Regions from separate parts of the Mus musculus genome. Here region 1 is linked to region 2. The links are chromatin contacts, called in public promoter capture Hi-C maps. All regions are on one chromosome and are shown on one strand. The core of a region is the stretch at or near the end of the contact, and the rest is flanking DNA. Distances in the headings are between cores, read along the strand shown.

Region 1 (6,011 bases), core at 1,877-4,376, 2.9 Mb after region 2:
TCATTATAATAGGATAATATTTTGATTTAAGACCATCTTTTACTGGAGATTATTTGAACAGACTTTTACAAAATATATACAAGTCTCCAGGACGGTTAATTTCACAGCTTTGAATTCACAATTTGAGAGATTTAACTGAAAAATTAAATTTAAACTTAAAATTACAATGAAATTGAGTATGGCCAAAGCTCTGGATTTCTGTTTTACAATACTGCTACAATACATACACTACAATAGCATACACTCCTATACTATGTGAGTTATATTCTGCTGGCTCTGAATTGTGTAATTACAGGTGGAGTGTTGGAATCCTGGCCTACGAAATAGACCTTTGGTCTAATATATCAAGCCTTTGGAATTTGTTTTAAAAAATGTTGTTAGTGGCTCAGCAGGTAAAGGCTCTTGCCACCAAGCCTAAAGACCTGATTTGATCCCAATACACAGATGGAACATATATATACACAGGCACACACAAAATAAACATAAAAAGAAGCCATCTTACTTCCTGTCCCACCTTCCCATAATGTGACCTTATTTAACTGAGGTCTGGAGGGACTGAGAATGGAGCTCAAAGCTACTGTGTCTACATAGCATCTGCAAGACCCTAGGCTCAATCTACAAGCAACATACAAAACACAAATCTAAACAAAAAACCCTAAGTCCCTAGTGATGAGATTTCTGAAATATTCTTGAATATTAAAAAGAAATGGTCATTAATTCCTTTAATGAAGAATTTGGAAACAGAGAATTAACAAAATGTGTAAGAAAGAAAAAATAGGAGACTGAAGAACAATGTAGAGACATTCCTATCTCTCCAACACTATACATGGTGCTGGCTGGACTAAAACTTTGAATTTGGGATTAAAGTAGTCCTTAAGAAGCAAACTGTAAGAAAAGCACAAGTCTAAGATTAATTAAAATGATTGATTTAATTCTTATTAAGAACCAAGTGTGTTCTACAAGTCTAAAAACTTCATATATTTATCCAGTATATCTACCTAAATGTAGATGAGAATACAAGATACTGGTAAGAATGCTGGAAATTACACCTAATTTAACCTAGATAAGGAAATAAATACTGAGTCAATCCCTAGTACCAAGGGCAGAGAAAAAAAAAAAAAAAAACCTACCTTGAGGATTTAAATCTTTGGATAGACAGTGAAACCAAGATTTAAGTCTGTTACTGTGGAAAGGCTATGCCTTTTCTACAATGCCAATCTGGCTTAAATTTTAGACTTAATCTACCTCTCTTAAACAATCTTATGAGGCAATTTTACAAAGCAATCTAATTTCTATCAGTATAGCAGGAAGGTAATACTACATGAAAAAAGAATCTACTACGTGGGATAGGAGACATTTAGAACAACAAAATGAAGAAATTAAACAATTATTAATCATTTTCAAAAACATAATTCCAATATCTAAAATATTCACATATTTCCTGGAATATTCTAAAGAGTTTTATTACTTTCCTATTGATAAAAGTTTCTATTTTTCTCTCTCAAAACAGATTTGGATCAATTATTGAAAATTTTCATGCATATTATTAAAATAATATATTTTAAATTTCAAAATAATCTTGTTGGAATCGCTTAAAAAGAACAGGTGATGTTCGACTTAAGTTCTGAAAGTATTCAGTCTCCTTTAGCCTTATGATTTTAACCTATGGAGAACTGAATTTATTCTTTACCTGGTTTTTAAAACAGTGGAAATTTGTAGAATAATACAGCCAAGAAACAAACTGAAAATACTATTTAATTAGTAAGCCTATACTATTGGTTTCCTAAAAATCAAAGAGGCAGCCATGGAAATTGTGAATGCATGGAATGGAATTTTAACTGCTCTTTATTTTGATTATGAAAAGGAATTACAACAGACTACTGTTTCATACACCAACATGATCTAAGCTTTCTGCTTTACAAAAGCAAAAATATTCTAAATCATATCATTGATTTTCACCCAAGTCAATGAAGCATGAGAAAAATCTCGACTAAGAAAACAGGTCTAACTGAAGTTTAGTTGCTTATTGAAGACTGTCTCACATTAAGATATATCTAAACATTTGAGTGTTTCAACATCCTAGGTCGTGAAATTCTTAATGTTACCTTACAAATAATCAAATTTCTTCTCACACAAATCTACCCAAATGATCAAGCTATGTTTTGAACACCTAGAATAAACAAGAATCATTCCATTCACAGCAACAGCTTGAAAACCAATATAAGACCTGGGTCGTGATTGAATTCAAGTCATTTCCAATGTTTCAAAGGAATTTTTTCTCTTATTTATTTATCTATTTTCCTCTGTAGAGGATAGTCATTTTTCACAAAAGAGCTTGGGGAATTGAAAATCAATTTCGATCAACCACAGGTCCCAAATCCCGATTTGGAGTATTAAGGTAAATGAGTATCAATTTAGCCAGACCTTGAAAACGCAATACATTTCTGTCACTTAGAGTTGTCCTGGTGCTCAGGAACCCCAGGAACACAAACCCTTCCTTTAGGAGAGGTGCTCGCGCGCTGCTGTTCAAAGCCTACAATACCGCTGAGATAAAAAGCTCATTTTCATTTCGGTGTGAAAAACAATTCTACTCGAGAGAAAGAATGTCTCGTTTTTCATCTTAATGAAAGGCAGGCCCTGGGAATCCCTGCCACCTTCATGGAAGCTAAGGTTTGTAGGCATCCAAGAACTGGCACGGGGTGAGGCGTCCTAGGCGGTTCTATGGAAACGGGAGACGCGAGCGGCCTAGCGCCCGGAGCCCCGGCAGCGGGCAGCGGCCTGGGCGCGCTGCGGGGCTCGCCAGGGACCTGTCTGCCCAGAAGGGCCGGGCAGGCCGAGATCGGAGGGCCCGGCCATCGGCACGGGCGCGGGCCCCGAGTTCACCTTGAAGGAACCAAGGCTGTGAAAGCACGAGCGCCAAGCGCCTCCGCGGCCCAGAGAGGACGGCCGGGAAGTCAGAGGCGCTGCCTGAGAACGCGGTAAATGGCGTCTTCCGAGCTGAGGCGCTTTACCTTCCCGGCCGAAGCTTCTGGGCTGGTTTCGTCTTGCGAAGCTGCCGGTGGTGGCGGTAGGGGCGACGACTACCACCGTAGGACTCCCTGCTCCAATAAACTAGGTTCTAGGAAACAATTTCCCGCCGCGCGCTCGGCGTTCCCGGAAGCAGTTTACCAGTTCCGGGTGGTTGTCAGTGACGCTCTCGAGCGGTCGCCAGGGCTGCCTGAGATGCCGACTATTTGGTTCTGGCCAGCGCGTCAGGCCCTTGCAGGATCAGCGCCATAGACGGAGATTGGTAAGTGACTTTTCCCTCTCTTCCCGGTGTTTTCGGCCTGCCAGCTACCTGCCGAATGTGGATAGGACCGAGAAGTGAGCAGACAGAAGTTGGCCCCCTAAATCCCCATCCTTTCCTCTGGTGCCTGATCCTCCTTGAGGCTGGAGAAGGCCCTGGGATCCGGCTCACTGTCTTCATTCGCTTGACTTACCTCCAACGTGGAAGTCGATCTTAGCCGAAGACAACTGGTTCTGTGCAGTGTTTCTACCCTGTCTATTCGCAGGGTTTGGTCTCCCTGTTTCTTGAAAGTTACATTATGTACCCTTTACTGAATACTGTTAAAATAGTTGGGGGTTCACTTGGGAGGGCAAGCAGGCAGCTGAAGACGGCGGCTTTTGCATGCATTCAGAATGGGACATTCCTGATTTTCAATTAATTGAACTTTTCTCCTTCAGTTTTAATTAAAAATGGCTTCTGTTTTTGTTTTTTTTGTTTTTTGTTTTTTTTCTGCTATGCATTACTGAGACGCTATCATTCCTATAACGGTATGCATCAGCTTTAGATACACGTTTTATGTTGTGGAAATCATTGATTAGAATCAGGTACACTTTCAGTAAGGAATGTTCTGACTTTACTATGAACTCACTGCGAATAGTTCAGGATAATTTTGGGTGGGGATTTGGAGTTACCCAGAGGAGTTGTAAAGAGAAATTGCTTTTGACAAATGTCTAGTTCGAGGAAAGATGCTCATTTATTCAAAGACGCAAAAAGTGTTACTCTTTCTTGACCAATGCAGTTTCCTCGGGGGAGTTCACTCATCCTCTTATTATTTGTTGATCACCTTTTCCCATTTCTCCAAATCAGTCAATCTCAAAAGACGTCTAGAGTGTACCATAAATTAAAATATAATATTAGGACTAGAGAGATGGTACACTGATTAAGAGCTCTCTGCTCTTCCAGAGGTCACTAATTCAATTCCCAGCACCCACATGGCAGCTCACAACTATCTGTAACTCTAGTAACATGAGATTCAGTGACCTCTTCGGGTGTGCAGGTATACATGCAGATGAAACACCATGTACATAAAATATATGCATAAACAAATCTTTTTAAAAAGAAAAATGTCATATATTCAATTAAAGGGACCTGAAGCATCAGACAAGCGCCCCTTTGCCTTTTGAGAGTAAAACTATATTTAGAAAAGCATGTTGATCTTTTTAACTGCCTGTTTGATTAATCACTGAACTTTTATAGTTTCTGAATGATGCAAATATTGTCACCTTATGATTTTTTTAACTTATATCTTAAACAGTTATAAATACTTTCAGGGAGATTTTATGTTCGTCACGCATAGCAACTAGCTTTAAAAAAAAAAGCACTGTTCTTATTTGTGCCTTGGATTCATATAGCACTTCATGAATGCTCACAGGTGTCTCTGCCTTCTGCCTAGCAGTTTATATTCACTATTTAATGTTTACAAAAGAAAAATCCTGTCTCTTTGCATACATTTTATAGTGCAACTGAGAGGTCGTAACATATACGTATAAAATTGTCATGACTGAGATTCCAGTCTTCCTGATTCTGGAACTTAGCTCTTTACTGTATTTACCTATCATGGTGACATGTGATTGTAATTCCAGTGTTTGGGAAATGGGACATTGGGAGTTCTTTTTTTCTTTTTTACACTCCATATTTTATTCCTCCCTTGCCCAATCCACCCTCCGACTGTTCCACATCTCATATCTCCTCTCCACCCCCTGTCTCCTCGTGGATGCCTCCAGCCCCCACCCCACCTGACCCCTAAACTCCCTGGGGCCTCCAGTCTCAGGAGGGTTAGGTGTATCATCTCTAAATGATCACATACTCGGAAGTCCTCTACTGTATGTGTGTTGGGGGTCTCATATCAGCTGGTGTATGCTGTCTGTTTGGTGGTTCAGTGTTTTGAGAGATCTCAGGGGTCCAGGTTAATTGAGACTGCTGGTCCTCCTGCAGGATCGCCTTTCTCAGCTTTCAGCCTTCCCTAATTCAAAAACAGGGTTCAGCTGCTTCTATCCATTTGTTGGGTACAAATATCTGCATCTGACTCTTTCAGCTGCTTGTTGGATCTTTCAGGGGTCTGTCATGATAGGTCCCTTTTTAAGAGTACTCCATATCCTCAGTAATAGTGTCAGGCCTTGGGACCTCCCCTTGAGCTGGATCCCACTTTGGGCCTGTTGCTGGATCTTCATTTCCTCAGGCTCCTCTCCATTTCCATCCCTGTAATTCTTTCAAACAGGAACAATTATGGATCAGAGTAGTGACTGTGGGATGGCAACCCAATACCTAACTTGATGACCTGTCTTCCTGATGGAGGTGGGCTTTCTAAGTTCCCTCTCCCTACTGTCTGGCATTTTATCCCTTTGAGTCCTGAGAGTCTCTCATCTCTCAAGTCTCTGGTGCATTCTGGAGGGGCCCCTCAACCTCCTATTTCCTGAAATTGCCTGTTTCCATTCTTTTACTGGCCCTCAGGGCTTCAGTCCTTTTCCCTCACCCAATACCAGATCATGTTCCCTGCTACCCCCATTTTCCCCTCATTTATTTTCCCTCCCAGGTCCCTCGCTCCCTTTCCACTTGGGATTGCTTTCTTCTCTCACCTAAGTGAGACTGAGGTGTCCTCACATGGGTACTTCAGCTTGTTGACTTTTTTGAGTTCTGTGGACTGTATCTTGGATAATCTGTACTTTTGTGGGGGGGGGGGCGGGGA
Region 2 (6,145 bases), core at 2,495-4,994:
CAACAAAACAGAGAAACATTGTAAGCTACAAGCATATGCAAGATGCCTTAAAAGGAAGTCAAATAGGCTCAAGAAATAATCATTAAGAACTGACAAATAGGACAACAAGAGGTAAAAAGGCTTCTAAACAGCAAATGTTACAATCAAAACAGTGAAAAGGCGGCCTACAAAACAGATTTCTGCATTCTCTATATCTAACAGGAGATTAAAACCTACCACCCATAAACAAGTAAACACACACACACCCCAAATCTCCATTAACAAGCTAACAAACTGAACATATAGCTATCAAAAGAAGAAATGCAAATAAGATCCATGAAAAAATGTTCAACAACATTATCCTTTAGGAAAATGCAATTGAAACTATACTGGGTGTATGTGGTGACACACAACTGTAAAGTCTGCACTCAAGCCCTAAAGCAAAAGAACTATTGTGAATTTGAGGCCAGTTTGGGCTACACAGGGAGTACAAAGCCAGCCAGAGGTGTATGGCGAGATCTTGCCTAAAACCATCACACACACACAAAACCATCAATCAAAGAAGCAAGAATAGCTGGATAAACAAAAGTACATTAATATTCTATCTCACTCCAATCATAATGGCTATCATTTAAAAAAAACACGCTGGGAGGCAGAGAGATGGCTTGGTGATGAACAGCACTTGCTGCCCTTGCAGTTCTGGCTTCAGTCGCCAGCACCCACATGGTGGCTCACAGCCATCCATCCCAGTTCCTGGGGCACCTAATGCCCTCTTCTGACCTCTGCAGACACCAGACAGGCACATGGTACACAAGTATGTGCCTCAGTATGGAGGTATCTTCAAAACATAAAACTACCATACAATCCAGCTCTATCACCCAAAAGAGTCTATGTCACAAGCGAAAGAGATACTACTAGCACATCTGTGCTTATTGCTGCACTATTCACAAAAGCCAAGACACAGAACTGGCCTAGAAGTCCATCAACAGATGAATGGATAAAGTGCACAATAGAATTTTATCCAACTGTGAAGAAAGATGAAATTACGTCATCTGCAGAAAAAAGAAAGGAGAGAAACTAGAGGTCATTTTGATTAAATAAGTCATACTCAGAAAAACAAATATTGCATGTCTTCTTTCAGAGTTAAAGAAATTAGATTTAAGTACACACACACACACACACACACAGAGAGAGAGAGAGAGAGAGAGAGAGAGAGAGAGAGAGAGAGAGAGAGCATGAAAGTTAAAGGGGATTATGAGGTATGAAGAAAAGAGTCTAAAGCAGTGGTTCTCAATCTTACTAATGCTGCAGCCTTTTAACACGTTCCTCATGTTGTGGTGACCCCAACCATACAATTATGTTTGTTGCTACTTCATTTTGTTTGGTAGGTTGGTTGGTAGGTAGGTTTTCCAGATAGGGTCTCTTTATACAGCCTTAGCTGTCCTGGAACTTGCTCTGAAGACCAGGATGGCCTTGAACTTACAGAGATTCACCTGCCTCTGCTTCCCAAGTGCTGGGATTAAAGATGTGCACCACCACCACCCGGCTCCTTGCTACTTCATAAATGTACTTTTTAAATTTTTTGCTATTATTATGAACATTACTGTAAATGTGTGTTTTCTGATGGTCTTAGGTGACTGACCCCTGTGAAAGGGTTGCTCGATCCCCAAAGGGATCATGATCTACAGGATGAGAACTGCTAGTCCAAATGAAAGGAACTTGAAAAAACAGTAAGAAGAAAGACAAAAATACCAGGCTTTCATATACAGAATCTAGATTTAAGTGTATATGTACACACACACACATAATATATACTATACTGTGTTGACTAACTTTATGTTAACTTGTCACAAGACTGAGTCAACCTCAGTTGAGAATATATTTCCATAAAATAGGGTGGTAGGCAAGCAGGGTAGTGGCGAAGAGAAACTCAAGACAAATGCTCAGTCCCGTCATTTCTATGGTCTCCTACCTTTAGCCTGGCCTCTACAGAGGCCTTCTTCCGAGCTTCCCTTCTGCGATACTGCTCCACTTTGTCCAGTTGGTCTGGGCGCTGAAGCATCCCAGCAACCCTTTGGACTGCTGTTGCAACAGCCTCCAGGTCTGTCTCCTTCATTGTCAAAAAGCAGGCAGAATCTTTGCACATGTCATACCACAGGTACACTATATACACAAAGGAGAGGGTATGTCAAAATGAAGTGACGACTCCACATGCAAAGGTCATGTGCTCACCATGCAACTAATGGAGAATTTCTATGGCATTTAAATTAGCAAACTAGAAATGAAAGCTGAACTTGGGTCATAAACTCCTTAACAAAACTGCAAATCCTTAGAATTCAATTGCTAAGAAGATTTTACCTTAACAGAGAGAAGCAGGGATATCTCACAGGCGTAAGACAGTCACACAGAGAGTATTTATACAGGGACTTAAGACTATGTCAAAGGCAGCTCTAACACAATTCTTAGCCCTATAAAAGATCAGCTTTTCATTTCTGGAGCTCACCCTAGTGCTGCCCAAGTCCATGGGGTAGTTAGTCACTGGAAGGCAACAACTATTACCTACACTTCAGCAGCAGCCCAGTGGGCAAACACGAGTCTTATACTCCCTTACCATTGCTCTGGGTGGCCAAGATACCACTTCTTACTTTTGAACACTTCTAAAAACAAAGATAAGACAGCAAAAGGTAATTTATTGTCCTTACTTGAGTAGCTTGTTTCCCCTAAGCACAAATGTACCCGGTCAATCACCCTTTAGTCTAATATCTAATACTATCCAAGTCATGGACCTACAATGGCTATTTGCTGACTATCCAGCAAATGAGGGAATTAATAACACTGTTTCCTTTAATTTCAGCTACTCAACAGCCACAGATGTGATAAAGACCTACCTTCTGGAATCTTTCACTCTATTCCCAAGTAGTCTCAGAAAACCACTAAAATCCATTGTACATTTCCAGTTATGTAGCTTCTCCCTGTGTATTTCTCTCTTTGCATTTTCATTCAAGTGGAACAGCATTGCAAACACCATCTTCATCTTCTGACTATAAAATTACTCGTACCCAGACAGGAAATCTGAGCAGGCCACAGAAAGAGGATTCCACAACCACTTCTAACAGGACTGATTCACTGCGGGCTTTTTTTTTTTTCTTTTGCTTTAGTTTGACATGTTATCTTCAGCATTCCCAAAACATTAAAACTTGTATAATTCTATTTACAGGACTAGGTATTAAACATAATACCAAACCATCCCTCTGGCATGGAGTCCCCCACTCCAGCTGACAGGTGAAAGGCACTCCTGTGGCAGTGTTACAAGCCAGATGCAAAAGGAAAGCTGACCCAAAACCAAAAAAGCTTTGCAAGAAAGAGTCCACTCATAAACCTGAACACAGAGAATCAAAAACTAAAAAAACTGTACTGGATCGCCACCAAATCTGCTTCCAATGGCAGCTTGAGGACTGTCAGATTTCCGGCCTCTGGGGCAAAAGGGAACTCTGAGGGTAGAAGCAGCCCCGACCAAGGAGATGGGAGGGACGCACACCGAGGACAAACCCAAACCCGCCCAGGGACCCGCACTAGAGGGTGTCGCATCCCGCCAGAAACGTCGGCCGATGCTGTCCCTCGCCAAGGACAAACCCACTAAGGGGTACACTGTGCCACAGTCGAGGGCCCAGCGCCCCGCCCACCGCACAGGCACCCAAGGCTGTCAGAGCAGAGCTTCCTCACCGTCCGCAACGCCGCTGCCACCTCCCGGAGCCGGACCGGAAGTGTGCAACGCGGTCACTTCCGTTTCCGGCGTCTGGGCGGAAGGATGGGCTCTGGGTAACCTTGAAGGCGCTGTACGGGCGATCTTTCTGTAGACTCTTAGGAAACTTGTGCTTCTGGTGACACAGACTCAGGATCAGGGATTACAGATTCAGGCCTGGCTCCGCCGTCTGACGTTTGGCGCTCTCCCGACCCTCTTATTTTAAGTAGCACCTATTGTACCCACCCTTTCTCTCCGGATTAACCACTTAGGTTTGCCCTTGCTCAGTTCCTCCCCTTAGCTACCTTAGTCTCTCCACACCTCTCCATATCTTTACTGTGTCTTGTATTCAAGATTCCACTACTTATATTTCGTATATTTGTTTCTTCTTGCTGTCCTCGCCCTCATCCCCCAGAGGTTTCTGACAGCAAGTAGATTTCAAGTATTCAGGACAGTGCCACAGAGAGTGGGCTGCCTGCTGATAGCTGCTCGCGTAGCACGTAGAAGCGGCGAAGAAAACAAAACCACGAGCAAAACAGCAGCTGGTGGAATTACTCCAGCTGAAGGAAGCAGTGAAGCATCGAGTCGCCCCGGTACCTAGAACAGCCAGAAACTTTGTTCTACCTCTGCAGATACAGAGATTTCCCCACACTGTTACGAACTTTTAGTAAATTTTGGCGGGGTTTAGGTTCTTCCACTCACCCATCAGGTATGACAACCCTACCCTGACAGGTTTGGTTGTGTTTTTTTTTTTTCACCTTTTCTGCATACATTTGTTGAGTTGTGTGCCTATCCATAACATCACTACAAAGTCTGGCTCTCCCAAGCCAATGGATGATGGGGTAAATCTTCAGTAAATGAAAGAACAGTATAGGTAACCTGTCATAACCACAATGCAAATTATATGATGAAGTCAGTCTTTTAAAGATGCAGACCCTCCCTTAGTGTAGGGGTTGCAACTGGGAAAGTGCCCTGACCCCTTAGTTTATGACAAAACAGGAGAAATTTCAGCTTCATGAATGTTTAACTGCAAAGTGGGGAGGCACAGCTACCAAGACAAAGCTGCGGTTTTCCTTAGTTACCTTATATCCAACCCTAATCTCCTGCTGCCCACTATATAGTGGAGTGTTTAGTCATGGTGCTCCCTAACGAATTCAGTTAACTAGCCTAGTTAGATGTGAACTGCTTCAGTAGATGACTCAGCTTGTTTCCTTTCAATTAAATAAATAAAATAAGAATCTCAGCTTTTGTTTTTGGTAAGCCACAGAGTGACAAAGCTCAGGATACTTTTGAGTGTACAAGTAAGTTCATAGGTAGGCCTAGGAATGACCAGAGCCAAAGTAGGGAAAGAAAAAAAAAAATGAAGCAGTGACTAAAGGTTCTGCAGCCCTGAAGCAGGGAGAGTAGCCCCAAAGCCATTTTTACACCTGCCCACACAAAGGAGAAGGCATGGGTTCCAAGTAGGTGAAGAGCATATGGAGAATCCTAGAAACCCAGATGATCACCTTAGAGCTTCCTTGGTGAACAGGTGGGTCCAGAAACACAACAGAACCAATCTATCCTGGGGATGGCTAGAAGGCTACATGGCTATGCTAGGCCCTGAAGTAGAGAAGGCTGCCAAAGACACTGCACTTGGGACAGATTCCTCCTCTTCAGTGTGAAGAGTAGTGCTAAGGCCTAGCCTTTGGCAAAGAAAATCCAGAAGGGCTCTTTGGGCCCCCTCAATCTTAATAGAAGTGAGTCTTAATGTGGCCAAAACTTGTTCATGTTCTCAGAGGCCAGACTTCTTGATGAGCTACACAGTAGATGTTATTAAATATGCACCAAAGAGATAGAATTGTAGCCTCCAAACAAGTAGAACAGAGACAAGGAAGAGAGCATAGAGGATTTCAGACCGAAGAGAATGTGGGAAAAGGGAGACTTGATGCATAATTAAGAACAGAGTGGGAAGTACAAATATGTTCAGATGAGTGCAGGTAAGTGGATTAAGCAAGGTGAAACTGTTAAAAGAGAAAATTTAAAACATAAGGAAACAAAGGGGTTAGTAGTGGAGGAAGTTTTCTCATAATAGCCAATTAAAGCCTGAAAAAATTTGTGGATGGTGACATTAACATCAACTTCCCAGGTTTTGTCAAAAGCCACAGAGACTGTTGTGAAAATACAAAGTACATGAGCCATAAAGAAAAAAAGGTTAAAATGTATCTATTGCAGAATAAAAATATCATTGGGTGAAAAGATCCCTCTGCTCTGCCTTGCTCTGGGATGTCCTAGGGCACAGGAGGCTCCTGACCCCACCCCACCCCCGTGAGAGCAGAGGAGGACCCAATACCAACCCTTAACTCCAACCTTTCTACTTTCACATTTATTATCCCCTTCTGCAATCCTAGAACGTGAATCCAAAACACCCTCTGAAGGAAAAGGCAC

Evidence for each region. Promoter capture Hi-C pulls out the DNA fragments that hold promoters and counts their contacts.
Region 1: a promoter capture Hi-C map of pre-B cells shows a contact between it and region 2, with 4 times the contacts expected there. The contact joins the promoter of Slf1 here to the promoter of Exoc3 in region 2. A contact is called at or near these places in 2 of 39 promoter capture datasets (liver and pre-B cells).

What each region holds. Positions count from the first base shown.
Region 1 is chr13:77,132,342-77,138,352 of GRCm38.p6, forward strand. Slf1 (SMC5-SMC6 complex localization factor 1) reads right to left here and starts at 3,127. Exons shown (of 21, transcript NM_134071.3): 1 at 3,012-3,127. 2210408I21Rik (RIKEN cDNA 2210408I21 gene) reads left to right here and starts at 3,195. Exons shown (of 20, transcript NM_001145676.1): 1 at 3,195-3,289.
Region 2 is chr13:74,204,956-74,211,100 of GRCm38.p6, forward strand. It overlaps Exoc3 (exocyst complex component 3), which reads right to left and starts at 3,745. Exons shown (of 13, transcript NM_177333.4): 1 at 3,703-3,745; 2 at 1,952-2,142. The coding sequence starts at 2,125.